2 separate regions of the Mus musculus genome follow, and region 2 is linked to region 1. The links are chromatin contacts, called in public promoter capture Hi-C maps. All regions are on one chromosome and are shown on one strand. Each heading gives the region's core, a stretch centred on a gene start, on an enhancer-like site or on the middle of the called end of the contact. The rest is flanking DNA. Distances are from core to core; before and after follow the strand shown. Region 1 holds the start of Prokr2 (prokineticin receptor 2). Region 2 holds the start of Fermt1 (fermitin family member 1).

What was found. Promoter capture Hi-C pulls out the DNA fragments that hold promoters and counts their contacts.
Region 2: a promoter capture Hi-C map of embryonic stem cells shows a contact between it and region 1, with 2.7 times the contacts expected there. The contact joins the promoter of Fermt1 here to the promoter of Prokr2 in region 1. A contact is called at or near these places in 7 of 39 promoter capture datasets (3T3-L1-derived adipocytes, embryonic stem cells, hippocampal neurons and 3 more) and 1 of 115 datasets of contacts at active chromatin or transcription factors (pancreatic cancer cells).

What each region holds. Positions count from the first base shown.
Region 1 is chr2:132,382,861-132,388,113 of GRCm38.p6, reverse strand. It overlaps Prokr2 (prokineticin receptor 2), which reads left to right and starts at 2,667. Exons shown (of 3, transcript NM_144944.3): 1 at 2,667-2,858.
Region 2 is chr2:132,943,784-132,949,036 of GRCm38.p6, reverse strand. It overlaps Fermt1 (fermitin family member 1), which reads left to right and starts at 3,001. Exons shown (of 15, transcript NM_198029.2): 1 at 3,001-3,714. Gm14102 (a long non-coding RNA gene) reads right to left here and starts at 3,285. Exons shown (of 3, transcript XR_001783483.1): 1 at 3,230-3,285.

The sequences.
Region 1 (5,253 bases), core at 1,418-3,917:
AATCTTGCTTTGGAATACTGCTTCTCTAAACAAACGTGTGTTCATCAATCGAATGTGTGGCCTTGACCTCTGTCCAACAGACGGCTTAATAGAGCCCCACGGAGCTCTTTGTGACAAGATCCACCACAAAGCCTTGTACAAATGCTTTTATGCTTTGACTCAGCAATACCACTTCTGGGAATTTGTCATACAAATATCCTTGTACATGCACCCAAAGATGCTCTGTGTACTCGGTCACTGATGAGCTATAATACGCACACCATTCAATACCACAACACTATAAGAACAAAAAATTGGAAATAACTTAATCTGTAATTTTACAGACATCTTGAACCTGTCAAACCAACATATCCAGCAGTGTGGGTTGTAAAAGGTAGCAACAGTGTATCCGTACAATAGACTATGTTATAGTAGAAAGGTGAAGAAGCCATAAATATATATATATTAGATTACAGATACCCCTTGGAAAAACAGGAAAAACTGTGCATACAAGGTGGATGGGAAAGAATGCTATTTTATATGATATCATTTTATGTGTTTTAATTTTTGAATTGTGTTGAGTTTGCTATTGGCTGAGAAACTGTCCTGCAGTATGACACTTCATAAGGACATAGGTACCACAATCAAGCTATGTGTCCCAATTCCTCACCAGTAACTTTGTAGTGGAATCTTTACCTCTGCCATCCATTATTTTCAGGGGATGTATGGTGGGAAGCCATACTCCAGAAAAGAATCACTTTTATTGGCCTATGGCCATGTCTCTGAGAGATTGTCTTACTGTGGGAGGGCCCAGCCCACTATGGGTGGCACCATCCCTAGGAAGGTGGGCCTAGGCTACACAAGAAAACTAGCTGAATGAGCTTAAGCCTATGAATGAGCCAGGAAGCAGTGTTCCCCTGTGGTTTCTGCTTCAAGCTTCTGCCTTAAGTTCTTGCTCTAACTTCTCTTAGAGATAAACTGTAACTAGGGAACATTAGCCAAATTAACCCTTTCCTCCCCGGTTTGCTTTTGGTCAGAGTGTTTTATCATAGCAACAGAATAAACTAGGACAGGCCCTATGCCTTTTCTCCTCTGCGTACACTGACTTAATTCAAGTCACAGTATTATTCAAGTACTGTGGTGGTAGGAAGGGGTGACTTAATGGAGTTCAATATGGCAATCTCAGGCTTACCAACAATTCAGTGTTGCCCTTTAGAAGGATGTTATTCTGTGCCGGCATTAAACCACTCCAATGTCCTGAATAATAATGGTGTGCCTTCCAGGGAACACACTTTGTGGTGGTGGTGGCGGCGTGTGTGTGTGTGTGTGTGTGTGTGTGTGTGTGTGTGTGTGTGTGTAGCATAGGGGTTACTATGGTTCATCTCCTAGGACTTCTCATGTGCCAAAGTTAGGACACAAAGTAGTCTTCAACTGTATACTGAGAAATCTCCAATCTTTCAATTCCCCTACTCACCCAAGATTCATGGCTTCACCCCATGCTGGTTCCCTGACAAGTCTATTATGTTGAGATCAGGACATCAAGTTGCTAGCATGACAACTATGGGCTTCTTGATCTGTCTGAATGAGACCCTGACCTAAATCTACCTTGGAGAATGCTGTGAGTACACCAGAGGGTCTGTTTGTCCCATATAAAGGGGTGTGCGGGTAGACGTGGGTCAGGAGAGTTGAAGCCAATAGCTGAAGTTGATAAGCAAGCACCTTTGAAAGAATGACCTAAAGAGGATGTTCAGAAATCCGGCTACAGTGTCAGTCAACTCCACTTTGCTTTGTACAAAACCAAAGCAAAACAGCAAAGCCTTTCCTGCAGTCTGGACGATGTACTTACCAGCCACCGCGCCAGCCGAACCACAGCCTGTCCCTGGGAGGAAAGAAGCCAGGCCTCCTGACTCCATCGTAGCAGCGAAGAGGATACAGGAGGGCAGGACAGTGGGTTAGTTTCACATAAGGTAGGACAGGCAGAACCACAGAATGACCAATTCCAAATACTTTTCCAAGTCCTCTATATGGGTAGTTTAAATTGTCAGCTTATCGGACAGGTCTCATTTAGAAAATGTTCTCTGTGGCCAGCACACAGTTCCTGCTTTAGTGGGGGTAATTTTATTTCTGGGAGAAATAAAATAACTCCTCTGGAAATAAAGTAGGGGCTCTGGGTAGCCTCAGATAGGCTGGAGGTTAGACTCGGATTGTCTTTGAATAGCCAAGGACACTACAGGAAAGATCATCCCAGTTTAGACCAGAACCTCAGAATTGAAGTTTCATGCAGGGCAAGCCATGCCACCACTAATTTCCAGCTTTGCCTCTTAAGGTCTGGATTGCATATGGGGGGCCTCTCCTGCATCACTTCTAAGGGAAGACTAGGCTTCACCCCTTACTTGCTGGCTCTGGGAACTTGTAGACACACACATACACACACACACACACACACACACACACACACACACACACTCCAACTCTGCACACTTAGTGGAAGCCACAAATGCTTGCAGAGGACAGTGCTCCGTCTCAAGGATGGCCAGCTGCTGAGGTCACAACGGGTTCAAGAGCTTACAAAACCCTTGGAAGGACCACCCGGAAGTCTGAGACCCTAATTCAGTAGATCTAGGAGGCAGGCGGGTCTCGGGGGGCGGAGTCGGGCGCCGGGAGGGGCGGGACACCTGGGCTGGGTCCGGGGCTGTTGGATGAGCTGCAGAGCGAAGCAGCAACTCCAGAAAGACTGATGCGAGGAGAGCAGGACCAAGCGACACACGCCCACCAAGTAGGCAAGCCTCAACCAGAGCTAGTGTTCCCAGAGCCCGGGCCGCGCCCACCTATGGTGGCGCCACCGGCCAGGGAGTGCGTCCCTGAAAGCACCGAGGCAAGTGAGTACCGGGTTGCGGCGGGCGGGCGGACTTGGGGGCACTCCGCGTCTGTTCCAGGAGATCACCTCCTACCTCCGAACCCTGGGATTGGGGACTAGGGGACTGGAGTGGAGCCCCGAAATCGCGGACTCAGTGGAAGGCGTACGGACAAGGGTGGGGGTATCTGCGTGTTTCCTGCGCCCTGCAGGCACCTCTGGTGCCCGGCTTTGTTTCTTGAGCTTAAATTCCCCACTGGGTACCTAATCCTGTACCAGTGTTGCACTGAGTGAGTGAGAGACGTGGGAACCTTCAAACGGGCTCCCTCTTCCCACAGTCTACGGGCTGGTGATGAGAAGGCGGCTGGAACTCCCGCTTATTGGTCCCCGGTGGCGATCTTTGGGAGACCAATAGACGCCCCAGAGGGAGGACACTGGGATCCAGACTCCACTGGAACCCCGCTTTTCAGGTAGGGTGGAGCGTGCGGCTGATTCCTGTGTAGCAAATCGGGGTTTCACTAACGCCGGCAGAGTGGCGATTCCTGTCCCCCAGCGCTCTCCCTCGTAAAACTGGGCAGACCTCGCTATCCAGTTTGATAGCTTCTTGCTACCCTTACCCGTTGCTCCCGTAGCTCCCGCACTGGCTGGTGTGCTGAGGTGGGAGAGGAAGGCAGTTCATTGAGACAGACTAAGTCAGGCTGGAGTCCTCTCTCCAGCCCCTCGCTTGCCCCATAGCAGCTACCTCCTGGGAGCTAGCATTTTGGAGACTCTATTTTGTCTCCCTTCTGTGGATGTCTCGGGACACTAGGATTATAAGGGAGTTCTCAAGCAATGGACAGCCCCTAAACTCCCTGGTCATCCCCCACCCACTCTTAGGAGGCTGTTATCAATTCAATCTGGTCTCAAGCAGCCACTTCAAAAGACACAGACTGTGACGAGGCTCAGTTCCTCCTTAGTCGGGGTTGGCTGTGGTTGGGAATCTGGGAACCTAAGGAAGGAGTCCGGAAGCTGATCCAGAGTCATGGGGTCAACCTGGGGAGAAAGGATTTATCCTAGAGCAGGGCTTCTTAAATTTTTCCATTTAGAAAGACCTCATTCACCAGAGAATTTCTTACACGACCCTGGGTTTGTACGTGTATAAAGTAGGAATATAATTCAAACACTTACTAATAATAAATCATTAATGTATTTTAAAACAATTCTTTGATACGCATATAATTTTACCATTTATGAACGAGGAAAGCAAATTTGCATAGTAATGAGTTGGATTGCGTATTTTTACATAAAGAATTAAATCTTGGCTGAATATTTGATACGGCATCTAGAACATTCTTTCAGAGTTGAATGATACTTTGATTTTTGTGATAGTCAATGCTGGGATGGCTCTTTATAGAAACACATGGCACAAATGGTAAGCTTGCTTCAGGGCCATTTCAAGCACGGCTAGAAATTCTGTCCTAATTCCAAGCCAAATTTCATGTAATGATTATTTTTTAGAATGAAACTCTAGTCAAGTGCTCAGACAGCAATTTTTAAATTCTTATGTGTGTGTGTGTGTGTGTGTGTGTATGTGTGCACATGTGTGTCTGTGTGCATTGTGTCATGTGTGTGTATGTTAGTGTAAGGGGGAGACTGTCTGAGGCCAGAAGAGGGTATCAATTCCCCAGAACTTGGAATTACAAGCTGTTATGAGCAATCCAGTGTTGGTGCTGAGAACTGAATTCTGCTCTCCAGTCTTATTTAAGAGACCCTCCCCCCCCCTACAAGAATGGCAAGCCTCTGTGACCACTAACCCATCTCAGTCCTTAAAATAGAAATTTTATTTTTTTCTCCATTAATTTATTTATTCACTTAACATCACAATCATTGCTCACCCTCCTCCCAGTTCCCCCTTCACATATTCCCTCCCCCATTCCCACCTCCTCTCCTCCTCTGAGAAGAGGACTATCCCCCAACCCTGGAACATCAAGTCTCTACAGGGATAGGCGCATCCTCTCCCACTGAGGCCAAACAGGACAGCCCAGTTAGAGGAACAAATTCCACAGACAGGCAACATTTTAGGGATAGTCCCTGCTCCAGTTTTGGGGGGACACGCATGAAGACCAAGCTGCACGCTTGCTACATGTGGGTGAGTGGAGGCTAGGTCTAGCCTGTATGTTCTTTGATTAGTGGTTTTCTCTGACAGCCAGCAAGGGTCCAGGTTAGTTAACTTTGTTGGTCTTCCTATGGAGTTCCTATCCCCTTTGGGGCCTTCAGCTCTTTCCCCAACTCTTCCATAAGAGTCCCCAAGCTCCATCCAATGTTTGACTGTAGGTCTCTGCTGGGTGGAGACTCTCAGAGGACAGTTATGCTAGGCTCCTGTGTACAAGCATAACAGAGTATCATTAATAGTGCCAGGATTGGTGCTTGCTATGGAATTC
Region 2 (5,253 bases), core at 1,752-4,251, 560 kb before region 1:
GGCCATCACTGGGAGGAGAGGCCCTTGGTCTTGCAAAGATTATATGCCCCAATACAGGTAAATGCCAGGGCCAGGAAGCGGGAGTGGGTGGGTTGGGGAGGAGGGCGGGGGTGGGGTATAGGGGGCTTTAGAGATAGCATTTGAAATGTAAATGAAGAAAATGTCTAATAAAAATTTTAAAATAAAAAAAAACATGATGTGAATCATTTGAGTGATGAGCCCTGGGAGGTACATTTATGTCCCGCCCTGCTCCAGGTATCAGGAAACATCAGAAAGGGTATAAAAAGAATGTAAGACTGGGCTGTGCAGAAAAATGCTATAAAACGCCATCTTCTGCATATGGCATAGCCATGCAGCTCATGAACTCACCGCAGCTGTGATTACATGTGTGCACACAGCAACCCTGGTTAAACTCAGCATGTCGCCAGAGAGAGGGGGGGAGAGGGAGAGAGAAAGAGGGAGGGAGGAGGAGGGGAGGGGAAAGAGGAGGGAGAGAGAGGAGCTTGCCAGGAAGAAGGGGAGGGGGGTCTGATAGAAGTTGAGCCGGTGATAGGAGAGGTAACTATGACCAGAACACGTTACACACATGGTGAAGTTGTTGAAGACCAGTAAGGAAATGAGTCATCTTCTTTCTGAAGCCAATTCTCGAGCCACGCCTCCACTGTATACACCTGGCAGAATTAGACCTCTCTAGTTCCTATTCCTCCACACTACATGTAAAATTTGACGATAAGTCACTGTGTGTTTTCCTTTTGTGTTACCTCGTCTAGGTCCACATCTAGCTAACACCATGACTAAGGGAATAAATAGGCAGATTAAGTTCACCGCTGATTAATATGCATTAATTAATTAAATAAAAGACTCAGTATTGATTCTGCTTGTGTTTTAAAGAGAAAAAGAGGGTAGGTGTGTATATGTGTGTAGGTGGGTGGGTGGGGGTTATAAAGGATGTGTGTGTGTGTGTACCTGAGTATGGGTGTGTGGATATGTGTACATGGGCATAGGTATGTTTGTATATATGTGGGTGTGTGTATGTGTACATGGGTGTGTGGAAGGGTGTGAAATGTTAAAGTCTAGAATGCACTTTCTAATCCATCTTGTACTCATGATCTCTACCCATTTCAGAAAACTTAAAATAACCAAGTGATAAGTAAAATTTTATATCACAAGTCTAGGATACATGTTATGGAAGAAAATCACAAATATATTTAACCAAACAAGACAGACACAGAATAATACATATATTATATTCTGTTTAAATGAACTGCAATAACTGCAAAACCCTTCTGAGAATGGTGGCTGGTTTTTGTTTTTGTTTTTGTTTTGTTTTTGTAATCATGGTTGAAAACTCAAGGTTCAGATGCAATAAGCATTGCTTTAAGATTGGGAGCCGGAACATATTCCCTTGTTGCTGGGGACAGCAGCCAGCCAGCCACCCTCTCATGAGGGAGGAAAAAAACCACTATTCTCTGGTAAACCTTGCTACCAACCATATTTGAAGACTGAGTATTAAATTCATTTCTACTTCAAGATTCTGTCAACTTACAATGAGCTTTTGGAGATGTGATCCTATCAAAGTCGAGGAGCATCTGTATAAATTTTTAAAATAACAGCAAGGAGGACACCTAAAAGTTGCTGAATTCTTTAGTGCAATCCAAAGGGATTCTTTAATACAATTTTCTTTAGTATAGGTTTATTGCAATTTTCGGTGGGATGGGAAACCTGCACAGGTAGTAAAAGAGCCATTAATCTTCTAAGGTCACACTGCAGACCTTGAACCTGTACAGGCTCAGGTCTGATTGCCCAGGAGCAGAGTTCTCAGAAAGCAGGTCAGGAAAGGAATGCCGGCTGCCCAAAGTCAAAGCAGATTGACCTGGGAAAAGCAGAGTCAGGTGACAGCCCCATCCCTATGGCTAACTGTACTAAGAAACTTCCTCTGTTTTAGTTAGGGCCACGGTTGCTGTGATGAAACACCATTATCAAAAGCAAGTTGGGGAGGAAAGGGGTTATTTTGCTTACACTTCCATATCTACGTTCATAATCGGAGAACGTCAGGTCAGGAACACTACATTACCTCCCAGCACCTCACCTGGCCACTACCCCAACACTCCATCCTATCACCCCACCCCCACTCTTGGGCAGAAACCTAAAGCAGGGAGGCTCATCCTGTCTTCTTGTAGAACCCGGGACTATTAGCCCCGGGGTGGCCCCACACACAACGGGCTGGGGTGTCCCACATCAATCACTACTTAAGGAAATGCTCTACAGGTTTGCCTACAGCCAGATCTTACAGAGGCAATCTCATTAACGTCACCTCCTCCGATGACTCTAGCTTGCTGTCAAATTGACATAAAACTGGCAGTATTTACCCTAAATTCTTAATGATTTTATTAGTAAAATTTCTTCTGTGCATGCCGAGGAAGGAACTCAGGGACAGGTGCTCTGCCACGGAACCTAGCCCTCTGCCCTTAAGACCCTGCAATTGTTAATAAAGTTCAAATGATGTCTATTTATTTAGGGATTGGGGCTAGAATGTAGAGTGGTGTGTGTCCTGGAAAGCTCTATACCACCGAACTTTTAATTCAAATGTAAAATACTTGCAAGCCAAAACAGTTCCTAAATATTGTGATGTTCGAATAACAACAACAACAACAACAAAGATTTGGCTATAAATTTCGGGATATTTTCGATTTAAGAAGTTAACGGCAGAGTCACCTCATTGGTACACATACTGCGTACCATTGATGCGGCATGATGCATAAAGTTTCCCAAGGAGCGGCTGCCACCCAGCCTTCTACTTATTTCCAGTTAAAGAACTATTGTTTTCTTAACCACCGTATCCCCAGGGCCCTGCCCCAGGCCTGGCACAGTAAGCTTTCAACCTAATGTACGCTGTACAGGGGGAGGGGGGGAATTACCCAAAGTCTCCCACACTTCCTGGGCGGGCAGCTGTCTGGAGAATCTAACAGGAAAATAACAGATGACTGCCTGCGGTGAGCCACTCTAGGAGTGGTCCAGCCTTTGGCTTGGAGCTCAGTCTGATCAGAGGGGGCTTCCTCCTGCCAGACCTCACCTTTTTTGGAGGACTGACATCACCCTTTTACTCAGAGGTGAATCGCCTCTGTGCATGCCACCTGTCTGGTCAGGCTTGCTCCAGAACTCTGCATAGATAGACAGTTGCAGACAGGAAGGGATTCTCCCTGGCCCCGGGTATCAGTGACGAATTTACCTAAGAGGCAGAGAAAAAGGCTGGGCCTTGGGTCCTGGGCCAGTACCAGGGCTTCAGGGTACCCAGAACGTTGGCGGCGTCCAGGAAAGGCCATACAAAAGTGGAGGCGGGAGGGGAGGAGTGTGTTCCAGGCTGCTTGGCTCCTGTCTGGAGCAGCCCTGCGGCTCCCTTCAACCCTTATTGTATCTGCAGCCTTCTCCTACTCGGAGCGAGAGCAAGACCTAGCAGGCTGGGCTGGACGTGCCCCCACCTGCCCGCCGCGCTAGCCTGCGCCGCCAAGCTGTGGCCCCGGGACTCGGACCGTGCTTGGGTGCTGGGAGGAGGACTCCAGCAGCTCTACTGGCTGTCGCGAGGTCCCCGCAACATCACTGGACCCGCTGTACCTTGGTGCGGTCCCGCGAGACCCCTGCTCGCCCAAGGCGGCCTCTGGGGACGCAGCTGTCCACGTGCGAGCTGCAGACTGGACGCGGCAGGCTCCATAGCAGGTGAGCTCTCCCGCTGAGGATTGGGATTAGCCAGGCTGGAACTCTCACCGCGAAGACTTGGGACCTCTGCCCCCTTCTTTTCTGCAGCTCTGTGCAGTTAAACGGTTGTTGAATTGAAATAATTTTGTCTGGAGGTGATCACCTCGGGCCCAGGAATCTGATCGTGCACAGGAACGCTTTCGGTCGGCGCGGGCTGCTTTCATTAATGGGCAAAGGACAGGTGACTGGGCACCTAGAACCCTGCGACACCCTGCCAAACCGAGCGTCCGTGTTATATTCCGGACTTTTTTTTCTTTTTTCTTCCCCGCATTCTCTTTGAACCGGGGCGGAGCGACCTTCACCAGGGAAGGTAAATCCAAGGTGCCTTGTTGCCTCCTATTTCGGTCTCCATGGGTGAGCTTCCACCCAGCTGAAGTTTGCTCCACAAGTAACAACTTGTTGTTGAGGATGAGAACCTCAGGCCAAACTGAAGGCGCAGAGAGATAGGAAAGGAATGTGGGAAAACCAGCTCGTCTTCATTTTAGGAGGAATTTTCGTTGTAAGGGATCTGTCCATTTTCTATACAAATGGGTTAATCACTCCAATCAGGAAAACTAAGGACCCTGTGTCCTTTGTTTTAAAATTGACCCTGAAGGCCCAGAAAAATGAGCAAAACTAAATCATCTTTTTTAAAAAAATAAAGTTAGCTTTTTATGTGCAAAACATTATTTGAAACTCAGCCTCAAAAAAAAAAAAAAAGAAAGAAAGAAAGAAAAGAAAAGAAAAGAAAAGAAAAGAAAAGAAAAGAAAAGAAAAGAAGAGAGAAAAGAAATAGCATTTTGGACATTGCAAGGCTCTTCCGTGTCGAGTTGGCCCTGAAGAGGCTGTTTTTATTGTCTCTTCACTGCTGATCTGTTTGTAGAAATGATAGGTGTTGTTAAAAAGCTAGAATTCATTCGCGTGTTAAGAGTTTTCTCTTCTGTTGTTGCAAAATCACCAAGGACGTTTCTCAGAGTGATGTAAGTTTAGAGTAAGGGGGATGATTCCTGTTTGGGTCCCCCCACCGAACTTGATATGATTTGCCGTGAGGTATCCTACCTTCCCTCAACCCCAGTTTCCTCGTTTTAAAATGGGTGTTGGTGAGAGTGAAGGAGCTAATGCGCCATACAGAAATGCTGCAGGCTGATGAGGAGAGCAAGCATTCTGGCCAGTTCAATCAGTAACCGAAATCGGTCGTTCGGTCCTCCGGAGGACCTCTGTGTTGAAAGCCCCCCCCCCCCCCTGCATCCTTGCACTCGGGATACCTCTGGTTATAAAGCACTCCTGAGCTCTTGAATTTGATTCAAACACCTTAAATCTGTCCTGACCACGTTCAGATGTGCAGTAGTCGATCTTTGGATTTATGGTAGTCAATGTAGCTCACGCGTTTTTTGAAATTCACTTAGGGTTTACAGGTCTGTGAGGAACACGTGGTGGCGCAACATTGGTGGTTTAATCATCCATTGTTATGAAGGCAGTGCCCCTCATACACCATTACCACCCCAGCTTCAGATGAGTCTG